Regions from separate parts of the Mus musculus genome. Here all the other regions are linked to region 3. The links are chromatin contacts, called in public HiChIP or PLAC-seq maps. All regions are on one chromosome and are shown on one strand. The core of a region is the stretch at or near the end of the contact, and the rest is flanking DNA. Distances in the headings are between cores, read along the strand shown.

Region 1 (3,586 bases), core at 137-2,636, 350 kb after region 3:
CTGCAGTTTGAGCTTCCTCATCCTGCTGTGAATCTACTGAAGACGGCCTGTGAAGTCATTTTGTCTTGGGACTCTAGGCCAGCATCGCTTTCCGAGCAGGGTTTGAGCCTGGGCTCTGGCATCTTGCCTACTATGATCAGTTTCTAGCTCTGTGAGTCACTGGCTCCTGGGACCACAGACAAATTATCTGAGCTCTCTATATCTCAACTTCCTTCTCCTTAAAAACCACAGGTCATGGGTCACGGGGAGACTTTTTAAAAAGTTAGTATTAGCTTTTTTTTTTTTTTTTTAAAGTCATTCCATACCAGCTCAGTCTTCTTATTTCACAGGCAAACCTTTGCACCTCTGCTGCCTGTAAACGCCTGTCTGAGGTTCCCACTTTTTCCTTATAGAAGACTCCCAATTCCCAACCTGATGGGAGAATCTTCAGACCTCCCTGCCTGCAGCAGATGTTCCGGGGGCAGGAACATAGGGAAGTAATTAAATGCTAATGTCTGGAGGTGGTTATCCCCTGTGAAACGAGTCCTATGACTGAGCGTGGGCTCAGACACTCAGCCCTGTGCGTGTGACTGTGTGTGTGAGCTGGTCAGAGCATTCTGCGATTCTGCTGAACATCCTGGGCAGGTGGGTGGGGAAGAGCCGCCACTGGCTTGAGATGCTAAGTAAGAAGGCGGGCTATGCACCTGCTCTTGTCTCGAGATCTGGGGGTGGAGGCCAGTCCACCCCCCCTTACCCCCACCACACCTGATGAGTGGAAAGAGAAGGTGGAATTGTGGTGGACACTGATGAGCTGTCCCCACTGTGCAACTGCCCCAGTGTGACACATTTGCCAAGCACCTGTGTTAGTCCTGGGCTTGAACTTGACTCTCACCCCCCAGATTCACTCTTTTCCCACTTTGTGGACATTTTCTACCCTCTATGAAGCTTGAGAACTGGACCCCAGATTCCTCCAGTCATGATGCTGGCAGAGACCCAGGGTCCACAGAGATGAAACCGAGGAGGTTGGCACAGAGGGCTGTCTGCCAGCGAGATAGCAGATTTCTGGATGCCAGAGCCAGGAAGACAAGAGAGTAACAAATTCCTCTGCTCAGAGCTTGCCAGAGTGCTGAGAATACTCCATCTGTCTAGGAATGGGGACAAAGGTGGCTCTCTCTTAGTGTGTGCAGCATCCCATAGCCTTGCCTTAGGTGAATGTGGGCTTTGCTGGCTGTCCTCCCCTCTCTCGCCTTCAGTCTTTATCTCCTCATGGGGCTGCCTTGACTAGCCAGCTCTGAATTCTTTATCCCTTGTTGGCAGTCATGAAGCACATCTGAACAAATACCAGACACAGTCACCAAGTGCCAGCTCTACATACCCTTTAAATCCTGTGCCTGGAAACAACAACACACAGCAGAACTGACTGGTGACACCTGCACAGTTAGCCGGGCATCAACGCAGTACACACAGCGCACAGTGGGCTCTGGACTCAACGCTTCACCGATCCTCAGTCGCTGCAGACCTGGACCTTGCTCTCTCTGCCTTCACAAGAGGATCTAGGCTTCCAAGGAGCAAGATGACGGCCCACTTGCCACAAGAGGTCAGCTTTTCATCAATGACCCCCTCCCTCTAGCACAGGATCTTTGGTACCAGGTGGGACTGTGCTGACTGGAGAGAGGCCAGAGCTGAGAGCTACAGAGACATCTCAGATATCTTATTAGATTTGTATGACCTTCAAGTGAGGGATGTGGCAGTCATGTTGCCAGTTGACTTTAAAGGAAAGAAAGCTCCCGTCCAGCCAATACCTTTCTGCATGCACATGCATTTTCCTTTGTATGTTGCTTGAGGTATGAATGTTTGATCCCCGTCCCTGCCCCTTCACTGTGAGGTTTGATTGTCAACACATTCTAGGTAGTTTCTGGGAAGTTTTCTCTGCTTCATCTAGCACATCTGTACTCTGTCTTCCTATGATCAGGGCACTGGGGTTTCTGCCTCTACTGCCTTGGCTGTATTACAGGAGGACCCCCCCCTTGCTGTCCTATGTATCTGCTTTTGACTTTCACTTCCTCCCGTTGAAGATCTCCAGCAGGTGTAGCACTACCAACATCATGGAACCCCACTCCCGGAGACAGCAGGATGGAGAAGAGAAGATGCCCCTCCAGGCAGAAGATATCCGGCCTGAAATAAAAGATGATCTGTATGACCCCAGCTACCAGGATGAGGAGGGACCCCCGCCCAAGCTGGAGTACGTCTGGAGGAACATCATCTTCATGGCCCTGCTGCACGTGGGAGCCCTGTACGGGATCACACTGGTTCCCTCCTGCAAGGTCTACACCTGGCTCTTGGGTAATCTCCAAACCCTCCGCCCTGGGCCAGCACCCCATGTCTCCCCCGCCCCCAACTCTTTAATAAGGTAGACTCTGATTCTGAAAAGTAGCCGCTCTCTGTCCAGATTTTTCAAGTTTTCTCTCCACTTTCTGAGATACTGATAACTAGACGGGGAACAGAGCCTCGTGGGATTGGGGTACAAGAGTGTCAGATCTGGGGGGTTCTTTAGCTTGGATGCTAAAGTCTATAAAAGGTGGAGGGATAACTGTATGACAAAGGATTGACAGTCTCCTAAAGAGCTTTTCCGTCCAAAAAGCTTTCTGACTTAGCATTGCCTGCCACAGGAAAACTAGAGCCCTTGCTGAGAGGCATGGGGGCTTAATGAGGGGGTATTTGCTTAGTCGGGAGACAGAGTAAAGTAAGACTATCCAGAGGGGATCGCTGGAGAAGAAGGAATAAAATGGGATTACCAACAAAAAATATTTGTATGTGATTCTGACCAGGACAGGCTTGTTTGCCCCAGAGAAAGATGAGGCAGGTTCCCACACGGTCCAAGTACACTGGTGTAGAGTTCTGCTGCTCCAGGTCCGTCCTGTCAGTTAGCAAGATGTTCTTAAAATGACAAAAATAGAGGGGGAGGGGGGTTTCAGAATTGGGTGACATTCCATTCATTCCCTGGCCAGCCAGTTCCTGCTCTTGTCTCTGGATACCATGTAGGACAAAGGGCCCAGAACCTTCTGCTCTTTCCTCTCTACCTCCACCTCCCCTTGCCCAAAATAGCCAGGCTCAGAGACTGAGAAACCCTGGCCTTCAGACTGTTGTAACAAGAAAGAAGGTTGCCACTGTGTCTCTTCCCTAGCTCAGCAACTTGGGGATCTGTGCGTATGTGCTGATGCAGGGCTGGCCCCTGGACCCACATGTGTGCTTTCAGGTAGATTCGCCTCTGACTCCCAATTCTTAAATCAGGGAGAGAGGAGCAGGCCAGGGCCCCTTGCTACCTTCTGAGGAACGATGAGCCAGAGATCACTCTCTGGAAGGCAGAAGACTTTCTGGTAGCTGCCTCTAGAAGGTAGTGATGTAGAAGTTGGCTGCTGGTGTTGGCCACCCCTGCCCTCCGTCTCTTAGTACCTGCAGCAGGTGAGCTCTGCATTACCTTAAAAGTTCTGTAGGTGCCAGGGAAAATACAACTGAGGAAAAACTCTTTTTTTTTTCTTTCAGGACTACAGTTTTTCCAGGTACCAAGTGGGGGGCAACAGAATTTGCTGTGATTAGGAAGGCCAAG
Region 2 (3,702 bases), core at 970-3,469, 460 kb before region 3:
GACAAACAACAACAGAAATAGCTCACACTTATATAACTCCTACTTATACACCAGACCCCATGCAAGGCAGTGATTGCATCAAGTCACCACAAAGGCCCTGCGAGATGGGTCAAGCAATCGACCTTGCTAGCTCTTCTATCTTTATTAGGCTGTAAATAAGCACTTGAAGATTCTGGGCTGGATTTAAATAAAGACTTTATATGGTGACCACTGTGATTTCTAGTCAAGACAATCTTTCAGTATTTCTCCTGTTCTGAGGGCTGCTAAAACCATCAAGCTCCTCTCCATTGGCAAAGCAGCGAATGCTGACCTTTTTATGCTTTTTATTTTGAAAACTTTCAAACATACATAGAAATTGGGAAAATGCTAGGTATCATTTATGTCCAGACACCATCAATAAAACAGCATTTTAGGATTTTCTCTTAGCCACTCCTATTCCTTGATGAAGTGTGTCTGTGTCTGTGTCTGTGTGTGTGTGTGAGAGAGAGAGAGAGAGACAGACAGACAGACAGACAGACAGACTAGGGCTATTTTGCACATCCTCTCTAAGAACCTAGATGAAAGAGAGCGAGAGAGAGAGAGAGAAAGAGAGAGAGAGAGACAGAGACAGAGAGACAGAGACACTAGGGCTATATTTGCACATCCTCTCTAAGAACCTAGATGAAAGAGAGCGAGCGAGCGAGCGAGCGAGAGAGAGAGAGACAGAGACAGAGAGACAGAGAGACAGAGACACTAGGGCTATATTTGCACATCCTCTCTAAGAACCTAGATGAAAGAGAGCGAGCGAGCGAGAGAGAGAGAGAGAGAGAGACAGAGAGACAGAGAGACAGAGACACTAGGGCTATATTTGCACATCCTCTCTAAGAACCTAGATGAAAGAGAGCGAGAGAGAGAGAGAGAGACAGAGACAGAGAGACAGAGACACTAGGGCTATATTTGCACATCCTCTCTAAGAACCTAGATGAAAGAGAGCGAGCGAGCGAGCGAGCGAGAGAGAGAGAGACAGAGACAGAGAGACAGAGACACTAGGGCTATATTTGCACATCCTCTCTAAGAACCTAGATGAAAGAGAGCCAGCGAGCGAGAGAGAGACAGAGACAGAGAGACAGAGACACTAGGGCTATATTTGCACATCCTCTCTAAGAACCTAGATTCTGAATCCCCTTAACGTCACCCTCTGCTTCAAAACAACTCCATTTCTTCTTTCTAACCTTCTAGCGCTTTCAGTTCCGGTTGGTTCCCTGCTGAGAGCATCAGTCTGCTCACTCTTCTCTCCTCGGCTGGCCTCTGCACGTGGCCAAATGCACACCAAGCTCTGTAGAGCTTCAAACATCCAAACAGTGATGACGAAGTCGCCGGAGGCTCGAGTTAAAGGGCTTTAGAAACTACAACACAAACGACCTTGGCAGAAGGCTAACTTGGTTCAAGGCAAATGATCAAGAAATGAAGACCCAGATGTGTGTGGCCTGAGATGCATGGGCTTCGCCTCATCTGCTCCACTCTGAGAATAAACCAAACCTACATCTTCCCCATGTGGGTTAACAGGCTTCCTAAGTGGCGTCTGCTACTCGCTCAACCCGGACTACAGCTCCATTAGGCTAACAGCTCTTTCATTCCCAGTTCCAGTTGACCACGAGACGCTAAAGCTACCATACTTCTCTCTCCTTACCATCCCCATCGTTGCTTTAGAACAAGTACTATAAAGAACACTGGGTGGAGAAACAAAAACAACATTTGTGTCCCAGATGTTACACCTGTTCTGCGTGACCTTGAACACCCCCTCTTTCCAAGGACTCTGTATCGCCATCTGCAAAATGGGTAGGTTGGTGATGTCCTCGTGGTCCCAACCTTCTCTCCTCGGGCTCCTCTCAGGGAGACACAAACTAAATCTCAGCTCCTCCTACGCCCACCTCCCCCCAGGCTGCTCGCATTCCAAGGCACTGCATCCTTACCTCCCACGCCGAGGTTAACCTTGCGGGGATCTGGATCATCCCGGAAGTCCGCAGTGAGCTTAAAGACCAGAACCGGAGGAGCTTGCGGAACCTGGGCAAAGACTGATGGAGGCGCCATCGCGACAGAATGTGCCGAGACCTCGAGAACGAGCCGGGAGCAGCTCTGTGCGGTGCGGGGTCCGGTGACTGGAGGAGACTCTCACCTTCGCCGGCGGGCGGGGCAGCCCGCGGCTTCCAATGGTCGAGCCGCGTCCGGAGCTTGGCAACGCGCTTAACCAATCACAACCTTCCGACTAAGAAGGGTTAGGCGGGGCAAGCCTCTACTAGCCAATTCGAGAAGAGGATCTTATCGGAGGCTTGTATGATGCAACCAATGCAATGTACACCGGAGGAGGTGTGGGCAGAGGCTAGGATGATTGGCGTAGCGTGTTCCAATCGCTGAGGCTTTTATTCCTTGGGGTGATGAGGATGGTGCGGGTGGCGGGAGTCCCCAGAGGACAACCTCCTGACCTTCTGGGGCCTGGAGACCTGGGGCGGTGGCCCGCCCGTGGGGAAAGCAGAGAACAGGTCTTTCTGTACCCGCTGAGCAGGTGACTGTCGCCGCCAGGCTCCGGCGGTGCGCACGTTCCTGCGTTGGCCAGGCCCGGCTGACAGCCAAGTGTCTGGCACAGGACTCTAGTGGTCCGCTTGGACACACTGTACCCAATCGTGGGTGACCTTGACTGTCTCCACTCAGTGCTTCCCCAGAAAGAAACCTGGATGTGTTGTCTTCCTTGATCGCTGGCAGGGGAGACCCTGCAGAAAGTAAGGGATGAGCACATACTAGCTTGAGAATTTTAACACCAACCCCCAGCCCCGGTAGATAACCGGGGCCGGGAAAGCCTAGCCCTAAAGGACCTTGAAGGATCTAGCGAAGCCTCTCTCTGCAGCATTCCTCCCACGCGTGCTGTCATCATCGATTGGCACACACCCAAACTGCTGCTTCTTTCTGTCAGGTCAGGCTGCTCCTTCCCCTGAGAGTCTATTTCTGTCCAGATCCTTTCTCCACCTGTTGACCTTGAAGATTTCACATCTGTCAGCCATCCATAAAACCTCTTAACACGCTGTTTGGTTAGACATCTCTCTTTCCTGTACTTGGGCGTTTTGTTGTCGACGTTACAAGTTTAGAAAGCCTCCTGATGAGTAGGAACCTAACTCTGGAGCCAGGCAAGTTAGGTTTAGATGCCGGCTGACTCTGACCTACTTGGGCAGGCCTGTTCCTGCTCTGTAAGATGGAGATAATAGTGTTTTCCTCCAGGTTGTTGTGGGGATTAGGTGAGTTAAGACACATAAAGTGTTTAGTTGCATACAGTAAGTGCTCTCTAAATACTAGCTTTGTTATGGCGCAGGGTCCACACCCCCTCCTAGATGGCATGATGCTTTGCCTGGGATCTGGCAAACCTCCCTCCGTTTCTTCCACTACATATTCACCCAATGCTGGAAGGCGCCAATTCCTTGGTATTTTGCGAGAAAACAGCATCATGGCTTCCTTTGGGTAACATGATAAATCTTCACGAGTTTTCGGTTCAGAGGATAAACAAAAGCCATCGAACTTTGAGCACTACTTGCTAAGCTTTTCTGTCTTTTTCTTTCCAGAAACATCGCCTTGTTTTTGTTTTGTTTTGTTTTTTTAAGGAAACTGCCCAAAGCATTTCATTAATGTTTTCCCCTAAGAGTCACAAGCTAATACGGAAGGTCCATCGGCTGTGCA
Region 3 (3,636 bases), core at 1,018-3,517:
GATAATTCAGCTCTATTAGGGCAAAGTCTGTATTATTCTTTGTTGCCCTGCCAAAGCCTATTGAGTGTCAGCACGTCTTGCCTGAAAATTCTTTCTTTATAAGGATCTTTTTTCTCTCTTTCTCCCCTTCTGGTTTATTATTTAATTATAGGTACATGTGTCTGTGTGGTCCAGAGAGCCCTGAAGAGGGTAGCAGATCCACTTGAACTGGACTTTCAGATGTCTGTGAGCTGCCGGGTGCTTGGAACCAAACTTGGGGCCTCTATAAGAACAGCCAGTGCTCTCTTAACTGCTGAGCCATCTCCACTGCCCCATCAAAAGTTCTAGTCGGCGATGGGTAAATATTTGAAGAATGAAGGAATGTAAGGAGCAAATGAAAGACCTGCTAACTCAGGGGAAAGGAGGGGTCTGAGAGCCTGCCCTGTCTGCCACAGCCTCAAGGAAGACCCTGAGTGCTGGAAGTATACAGGGGCACCAAGAAGAGGTGTGGACTAAAGAGTCTAACCTCACAAAGTCCATCAACAGCCTTAAGCTTCCACAGAGCGCATGCAAGCTGAAAAAAAAGCAGGTACTTGCGGTGCAAGGCTCTATCTAACCCCAGGGGAACTACAGGGCTCTTCTTGAGCCTTCTCTATAAAATTTGGAAGCTCTCATGGTCAATCCCCATTGGACCTTTAAAGCAAGAGAGCAAGAAGACCATATTAGTAGCGAGAGAAATGATTTTGGCCTCTCCTGGGCAAGTTGGGACTAGGTGGGTTTAGACAGTGGCAACTTTAGCATGGGAGCTTCCGTGCATTGATTTAAGGCGGAGTATAATGGGAAATGGAGTGGAGTTGGGATACGGGAGGGAAAGAGATTTGCTGTTGACCCTCTGAAATAAGTCATGTGACTTAACTGAGATGTCACCATTGTAAACAAAACAACAAGAGTGTCAGTGTTCATCGAAATGTAAACAGCTAACGAAAACAAGGGACTAGCACACTACACAACCAAGAATGGTGCCGTCAAGCTGTGTTGACGACACAGATGAAGAACTGAGAAAAGCGGGGGACATTTTCCCATTTTGTATTTGAGATGTAGGATTGCATCATGTGTCTGAGAAGAGAGATGCCAGTCTATGTAAATACTAGGTATCAGTGAGTGCTGGGGTCCCTCTTCGTTTTCTTAGTTTTGCCTCTTCTGGTTTCTAGTTTGTTTGTTTGTTTGTTTCAGCTGGTGAGTTGCTTTTGGCTTTTTTTGTTTGTTTGTTTTCTTTTTTAAATGTTTCCAGGCTGGTCATGAACTAATTTTTGAAGCAAACACAGATTGCTTTGATAACAGAAGCAGACTAACAATAAAGCAGCAAGCTAATATCCCAACCCCCAAAATCTCTCTAGCACATCATGCTGGATCAATATGGTTCCTGGAAAGGACGCACCTGATCTCCCAGGAGAACTAGGAGGACAACCATTTCTGCCCTGATCCCAAGTCTTTGGGTCTTGGTAGAGGGAGTGAGAGAAAAAGATGGGGGGGGGGCGGGGGGGGGAGGAGGAGAGGGGGCCGGGAACAGGAGGAAGACGGGCTTTACCCATGGAGTTCTGAGCAAACAGAACTCAGAAAAGAGGAATGTGTTGGAGCCTGAACTGGGGTCGCAGCTCCCCGGGGCCTAGGGGAGCTTGAGAACCAAGTGGGGCCACCTGCCTTCTTCTTGGGTGGAGGAAGAGGTAAATACATTGTACATGGAGTTCTCCACTGGGGCAGTGAACACTCTATCTGGATTTGTAGAGGAAGGGAGTTCTTTGCCCAACACGCCCCCAAAACACTCAAGACTTACAGGGTTCATGGATCCCAGGGTAGTCGCTAAACTCCAGCACGTAGAGGTACCTCCCCTTCACACTGCGCCCGATGTTGTAGAGCCGCGTGATGTCCGGGCATTGGTTGTGCACCTTGTACAGCGTCCGCACGAGGTCGTCGTAGCGGTGGTGACGAAAGGTCACCGGGGTAACAAACTTGGAGAGGAGGAGGAGGGGCAGGAAGGCTGAGGGCAGGTCTGGCATCTCGCGGAGCTTCTAAGGGGCTCTGAAATGTGCCCTCCCGCTCTCTAAGCAATCCTTTGCCAGTCTGGATCCAGAGCACAGAGTAACCAGCCTTGCACTCGCCGCACCTGCAGGAGACTGGGGACCCGCCTCTGCTATGCTGGGAATTATTCCTGTGGCCCCAGGATAGCCACAATACCCTCCGGGCTCATTTCTCTTCCTCCTCCTAAATCTGGAAGCCCTTTTGGAAGGATTCGGCGCATCCCCACTTTGAGAGGCTCATTGATTCTGGCTTACTGATTAACTGGACGGTAAACAGGCCTCAAGAAACAGCTGCTTCTAACCCTTTGATTCCCAGGGGCTTTTAAGAGAGTTGGCATGTGCTAGTTACAACTTACAAAGGATCTGCCCCGCTCCCTTTAACCCGTCCCCACCTCGTTCTGAAGCACGACTCTGTCTTGTCTTCCTGGCTCAAAGATCTTAATGGTAAAGCAAACAAATTGAGGAAATGAGGCACCTGCTCGGAGCAAACAATTAGAAATCTCATAGTTGATAATGTATCTGTCAATGATAAATACTTTGTAACAAATGGTAGGAAGATGATCCTATTTCAGCACCGGCATAAGAAAATGGGTTTCTGAGTAGCACTCCGCTAGCTCAGGAAATTAGAATGAGATTCTGCAGTTGTGACTGTAGAAATGTTTTAGTTTCTGCAGAGCAGAGCCTACAGAGCAGGAGAAAATGCCTGCCAGGTATGGATCCAATAGAGAATTAGTACCCAGAATTTAAAGAGCTCGAAAAATTAAATCCCAGGTGGAATGCACTGGCACCCAATTATAATTCTAGCACAAAGAGGCTGGAGGATTGTTGTAAGTTTGAAGCCAGCCTGGTCTTCCAGGCCAGCCAGGGCTAACTGATTATACCTTGTCTCAAAACACAAACAAACAAACAAACAAACAAACAAACAAAACTAAATAGGAGCTAGAGAGACGGTTTCGCAGTTTAAAAGCAAAGGCTGCTTTCCAGAGGACCCAGTTCTACACTCACATGGCAGCTTCACAACTGCCTGTAACTCCAGTTCCAGGGGACCTGACAGCCCCCTCTGGCCTCCACAGGCACCAATCACACACACGATAAACAGGCAAGCATGGGCCCAAAATACCTGTACCCATTGCATTTAAACAACAGCAACAGCAAAACAAAGCAAAAGATCAAACAATCCAACCAACGAGTAAAGGAGCCGAATCGCTGCCTTTTAAATCCAGATGGATAACATCTTTAATAGTCAGGAAAATACAAATGAAAACAAGATTGGAAGTCAGTCTCACACCAGCCAGAATGACTAACGTCAGCAAATGCTGGTGATGACACAGAGAAATGTAAATTAATCCCCAGCCTTTATGGACGCAAGGACGTGTTGTTGCTGTTTTAATTAAAAATAGGACTGCCATATGACCCAGATATCACACTCTTAGATGTATTCCCAAAGAGTTTCAGCACAGCTCAGTGAAACCTTTATATCTAAGTTTGTGGCTCTGTTCACCATAGGCATGTCCTGGAGTTAGCCTAGGCTCTCAGCAATGGGTGGGTGGATAAAATGTGATATACATACACACAGTGG

Evidence for each region. HiChIP or PLAC-seq counts read pairs in DNA pulled down with a chosen protein or histone mark.
Region 1: a contact with region 3 is called in an HNF4G HiChIP or PLAC-seq map of pancreatic cancer cells. The contact joins the promoter of Scd4 here to the promoter of Cpn1 in region 3.
Region 2: a FOXA1 HiChIP or PLAC-seq map of pancreatic cancer cells shows a contact between it and region 3. The contact joins the promoter of Got1 here to the promoter of Cpn1 in region 3.

What each region holds. Positions count from the first base shown.
Region 1 is chr19:44,331,940-44,335,525 of GRCm38.p6, forward strand. It overlaps Scd4 (stearoyl-coenzyme A desaturase 4), which reads left to right and starts at 1,387. Exons shown (of 6, transcript NM_183216.3): 1 at 1,387-1,576; 2 at 2,055-2,322. The coding sequence starts at 1,553.
Region 2 is chr19:43,522,386-43,526,087 of GRCm38.p6, forward strand. It overlaps Got1 (glutamic-oxaloacetic transaminase 1, soluble), which reads right to left and starts at 2,220. Exons shown (of 9, transcript NM_010324.2): 1 at 1,953-2,220. The coding sequence starts at 2,070.
Region 3 is chr19:43,984,253-43,987,888 of GRCm38.p6, forward strand. It overlaps Cpn1 (carboxypeptidase N, polypeptide 1), which reads right to left and starts at 2,268. Exons shown (of 9, transcript NM_030703.2): 1 at 1,814-2,268. The coding sequence starts at 2,036.